2 separate regions of the Mus musculus genome follow, and region 1 is linked to region 2. The links are chromatin contacts, called in public promoter capture Hi-C maps. All regions are on one chromosome and are shown on one strand. Each heading gives the region's core, a stretch centred on a gene start, on an enhancer-like site or on the middle of the called end of the contact. The rest is flanking DNA. Distances are from core to core; before and after follow the strand shown.

Region 1 (2,700 bases), core at 57-2,556, 4.4 Mb after region 2:
CGCTCTGCTCTGCAATTGTAGCACCATATTCAGAAAGCTTCTGTACCCGAAAATAACGAGATCATATCTACTATTGGTTTTTCAAGTATTGTTAGAAGCCCTCCCGATTCCCGCCCCTGCGAGCCACATCTATAAACAATCCAAGCACACGATAAGGGCTAAGTCAGGTCCAAGTGGATTAAGTAGCTGCCACAGTTCAACCGGTAGATCCCAGGTCCTCGGCTGCTGGTGCTACTCAGTAGAGTCCGTTTTCTCTAACAGCCTCTCGCGGCCGGTAACTTTGAGGCTGTAGCCCGAGGGATGGACGACAGCTCCTGCTCCGCACAGTCCCGGGCAAGACACTGTTGGATCAGCGTAGCGGCGTCCTCTTCCTCCTCCAGGGATCCCCTGTCAGAGCCAGGCGCCCGAGGGCTGCAGAGTGACTGAGTCCGGTCCGCTTCGGCCACCCCCGGACCCCGGAGCGCTCGCGGGGCTCGTGGCCGCAACCGCGGCGACCGCTCGCTGGAGTCTGCGCACCGCCTCCTTGATGAGGTTTCCGGAGAGCACGAGCTGCTGCAGGAGCCGGTGCGGGTCGTCGTCGGCCGCGCGCGCTCCGCCTGCTGTCCACCGCCGCTGCTGGATTCGGTGAGAAGCCACGGAGCCGGGGAGCCACCCTCGCCGCCCCGGCCCGGGAAGCGCGCTGGCACCCGGGGCGATCTCCGCAACGCAGTAGGGCGCCGATCGGCCCCGCACACGCCCGCGCTCCCCCAGCACGCAGCGCACGGCCCCCGGAGGCGCAGGGTCCCCGGTCTCTGCTGACCCCGTCGGCCGCAGCAGCCGCCTCGCTGGGGTCCCGGTCTTGTCCGCCGACAGCGCCGCCAGGACCCGCGGAGGCGCGGGTGGGGGACCCGGGGCGGCACACGGCGAGGCCGGGCGATCGTGCGCCGTGTCCAGCTGCAGCGTCTCGCCGATCTGGACGATGAGCCGATCCACGTCGGTCGAGCCGCCCAGAGTCACCGACTGCTGCAGCAGGAGGAAGCTGTCGTCGTCCTCCTCCCCCTCTGCCTCGTCGCCGGCTTCCTCCTCCTCCTCTCTCCGGCAAGGCATGGCCCCCCGCCCGGGCCCCCGCGGCTGTGCGGGCGTCGCTGGCAGCTCGGTTGGCCGCGGGCTCGGCGAGCCGCGGCTGGGGCGGGAGCGCGGCGGAGGCCCAAGCCGGGCCAGGAGGGGGCCGAGCCTGGGGATGCGGAAGCCGGGACCACCGGGCAGAGGTACCGCGCGCCTTAGAGCCGCGGGAGCCGGAACGCTGCCGGCTTGGGTTGATTTGTAAACAATGGGTGACGTCGCGCGGCTCCTACCACCGCGCGCGACCGTGGGGGGAGACGTTCGCTAGAAGACTTAGGGGCGCGGGACGGCGCAAACCGTGCGAGACCACTGCCCACACTGTCTGCCCAGAGATAGTTTATATGGTTGCGAGCGATTCCGGGGACGGGGCACCGACTTCGCCGAGCCCAGGTCCTAGGACCTCTCGGTCCTAGGAGGCACCCTCGGCGACTGCCAATTGGCTGCTCCCACTCGCGGACACACCCCCAGCACACCCAGCCCCTCCTCTGCCGCGCCCGCTCCAGCCCCACGTGTGGGTAACGCCTGCGCTGGCCCGGGGAGGGGCGACCCCGACGGTTGGGAAGCCGACCCTGTGGTCAGAGCTTCTCAGACTTGCTCCGGTTTCTCAGAGCTACATCGAATTGACTTTTTTTGTAGTTCAAACGAAAATGTTCTCGTAACCATAGGATTCAAACGAGATTAACAGGCTTCCCCCCCCCCCCTTCATCCTCCTCTTTGTACATTATACAGCCACACACAAAAGCATTGCAGTCGCATTAAATTATAAACGCTTTTTCCGGTGACTGCACGCGCTTTGAAAACACTGTACCGATTACGTAAGTTTCCATTAAGTACTTGTAATTGTTTAAATTCCTTCAACGGTTGCTGTTTCTCTGAGTTCGCCGTTGTAGTAAGTGTGTGACTAATGCTCTTTCCCATAAAACTTTTCCAAATTTATGATTCATTTTTCAGAGTACATTCCTAAGAGTGGAGTTTTAGGTCAAAGGATAAGAGTTTTTTTTAGTTTGGCCCTTTTATTTTTTGTAATATGTATGGAAAACCTAGAACTGGGTGAATACACTCTTATTAATATGTGATATACGTCATTCATTGAAACGACTAGAATTTAGTCATTGAAAACCTTATTGTGTATATGAGTCATGTTACAGGTGAAATTGACATTTTTCAGTTTGCCTGTTATATATATATATATATTTTTTTTTTGGTTTGGTTTGGTTTTGGTTATGGTTATTTATCTATTTATTTTGGTTTTTCGAGACAGGGTTTCTTTGTGTATCCCTGACTGTCCCGAAACTCACTCCGTAGACCAGGCTGGCCTCGAACTCAGAAATCCACCTGCTTCTGCCTCCCAAGTGCTGGGATTAAAAGCATGCGTCACCACTGCCTGGTTGGTTTTTTTTTTTTTTTTTAGACTGGGTTTCTCTGAGTAGCCCTGCTGTCCTGGAACTCACCCTGTAGACCAGGCTGGCCTCAAACTCAAAGATCTGCCTGCCTCTGCCTCCCAAGTGCTGGGAGCATCCTGGCTAGCTTCCTTTGAGACTTCTTTTTTTTTTTTTTTTTTTTTTCTTTTTTCGAGACAGGGTTTCTCGGTATAGCCCT
Region 2 (2,700 bases), core at 91-2,590:
TGGAGTCACTCACACCCTAGGCTCCTTGACACCTACCTATCTTTCAAACATTATTTCCTTTGGGAAGACTTTTCCTTTTTCAAAGTGACTCTCTCCTTTACCCGAAAGGAGGGGCTGGAGCTCCTTAAGGTTTCGACCCTTACACACGATTTCTCCCTAGTAGATGTGACTGTGTTCGTTTCCTGCTTCCACCAGGGCAGAGACTGCCTCTCTCGTTTGCTAATGACACACAGTAGTTGCTCAAGAAAATAAGGTGTGAAGTGAAACTCGGACCCAGGTCCTCTGGCTATTTCGCCTTCAGTCCCACTGCAGCTGAAGATTAATTCCAAAGGATAAAACTAAATATCTCAGTTGAAAAAAAAAAGCCAGGGAGTTTTTCTACTAATAGAAGTCCTTAGCAGAAACTGCCCAACTCAAGGTGTGGTCACCCCAGGAGGGCGTCAATCAAGAAAATGCCCCTTTGCCCCAGAGGCGAGTGAAGCCGCACAGAGCTGAGGCCACACTGAGCAGCGCACCACGGCTTTGAATAGAAAACACGTGTAAAACCTCAGAGGCCGGCTAAGCGCAGCTGTGTCCTTCAGGGCCTGGGGACAGAGGTCCAGGAGCACCTCCCACCCCCATTGGATCGAAGAACACTGCATAGCCTCTGTCCTGCGCCATACGATTAAGGTTCTATCTTGATACCGGTCTGGAGCAGATTCCGTTAGCATCCAGGGAGGTGGCCGAGCTAGGGGGTCCTCAAATAGGTCTGGAACACCTGCAGCCTCGCTGTCAGTACCCGTCTGGGACTAGGACGCAGCCAACGGCTTGGGTCTTCTCCTTGGAGCGCCGAGCTGCGGAGGTCCCCCGTTCTAGACAGTGCCACCGTTACCCCAAGAAGCGCAGCCTTCTGGCCGCCCGAAGGTGCCATCCTGCCGGCGGCCTCCTGGCCCGCAGAGTCCCATCGCTTCTCCAGGTTCCAGAGGCTGCCCGAGTTTCAGCAGTGGCGCCATCCCGTCAGGATCCGCGCCCCGCGGCGCACGTCTTGTGACCTCCTCTTCGACGGTCGCAGTCGCTCGCTAGGTGCCTGGAACCTCTGGGGGCGCCTGCGGCGCAGGAACACCCTGGCGGAGGGTCCCCGGAGCCCCACAGCCCGTGCGTCTCGGGGGCGGGAGCTGGGCCGGTGGGGGCGGATCGGCGCGGGGGTTAGTGGGGGGCGGAGGCGAATCTGAAGCCAGCGCCATTGGCCGCAGGGCCTGGCGGCAGGAAGGGGACCGAGCGCGGCCCCACCCCGCGGCTGCCCGAGCCTATCGCCTGGAGCGCAGAGCGCAAATAAATGTAGCGCGGCGCCGCCGGCCGGCAGCTCTCTGCGAGGGGCTGCGGAGCGGCCATGCAGTTCCCGCACCCGGGGCCCGCGGCTGCGCCCGCCGTGGGAGTCCCGCTGTATGCGCCCACGCCGCTGCTGCAGCCCGCTCACCCGACGCCCTTCTACATCGACGACATCTTGGGTCGCGGGCCCGCCGCCCCCACGCCCACTCCCACGCTGCCGTCCCCCAACTCCTCCTTCACCAGCCTCGTGTCCTCCTACCGGACCCCGGTGTACGAGCCCACGCCGGTCCACCCCGCCTTCTCGCACCACCCGGCCGCCGCGCTGGCCGCCGCCTACGGCCCCAGTGGCTTCGGAGGCCCTCTGTACCCGTTCCCGCGGACGGTGAACGACTACACGCACGCCCTACTCCGCCACGACCCCCTGGGTAAGGCGGCCGGGGCCGAGTGAGGGCGTCCGTGAGGAAGGCGCTCCCGGCGGGTGGCAGCGCGCGGGAGGCGGCAGGGGCGGACGGACGGGAAGCGCAGTGGAAAAGTTGCGGCGAGCTCTCGGAGCGAGCGGCTCGCGGGTGCATGCGGGGCCCCGGTACTGGGAAGCTCGGCGACTCAGATTGCTTTTCCTGCACCTTGCAGACGTCGGGGCAAGCGTAGTCGGGAGAGACCTGGGGCTCCCGGGGAGGTGGAGGAGGGCGGCCCTGGCCACGCGTGTCGCCCCGGGGTGGGTGGGGGACTCCCTTAGCGAGCGGCCCGGAGAAGAGGACGTCGGGGCGCCCTGAGCCTGGCCCCTGCAGGGCAGGGAGAGCTGCCTGCCCGGGCGGTTCCTGGGCTGGGCTTGGTTCAACAAGCTTGTGCAGTGAAGGAGCCTGACCCTTTCCGTTCATACAGGAAATCTTGAGTTCTCGATAGGAGTAAATCTGGTTTCTGAAGCTGTTAAGTGTTTTCCTGGCTGCATGAAGCAGACCCTTCCCCCGGAGTAGTGCACGCTGCTGATTATTTTATCGACATCCTCAATACAGACAAATTCAGGAAACACTCGACGTCTGATAGCCAGGATCCGTTTTTCTGATATTGTTCATTTCCTCTGTGTGGGATGTGACTTTATGGCAGCTAAAATAACCAGTTGCTTCCTCTCTGCCTCTCCCGCCACCCCCCACCCCCATCTTTGGAGGCTGTTTTGCACCAAGTCTGAAGCCTGACGCAAGCAAAATCTCGGGGGGAAAAAAAAACAATGCCAACTTTCAAAATGTTTAGGTGTAGGTCTGTGGACATAGGGACGGACGGACGGACAGACGCACCACCATCAATTTGGAGAAGGAAAGTGCAGACCCCGAACAAATACTAAGGGCTACACGTTGGCAATTTGGGATTTTCGAGGCTTGTCCTCACAACATTCCT

The links. Promoter capture Hi-C pulls out the DNA fragments that hold promoters and counts their contacts.
Region 1: a promoter capture Hi-C map of second pharyngeal arch cranial neural crest shows a contact between it and region 2. The contact joins the promoter of Frat2 here to the promoter of Hhex in region 2.

What each region holds. Positions count from the first base shown.
Region 1 is chr19:41,846,826-41,849,525 of GRCm38.p6, forward strand. It overlaps Frat2 (frequently rearranged in advanced T cell lymphomas 2), which reads right to left and starts at 1,307. Exons shown (of 1, transcript NM_177603.3): 1 at 1-1,307. The coding sequence starts at 1,086. The coding sequence ends at 391.
Region 2 is chr19:37,433,501-37,436,200 of GRCm38.p6, forward strand. It overlaps Hhex (hematopoietically expressed homeobox), which reads left to right and starts at 1,341. Exons shown (of 4, transcript NM_008245.3): 1 at 1,341-1,733. The coding sequence starts at 1,370.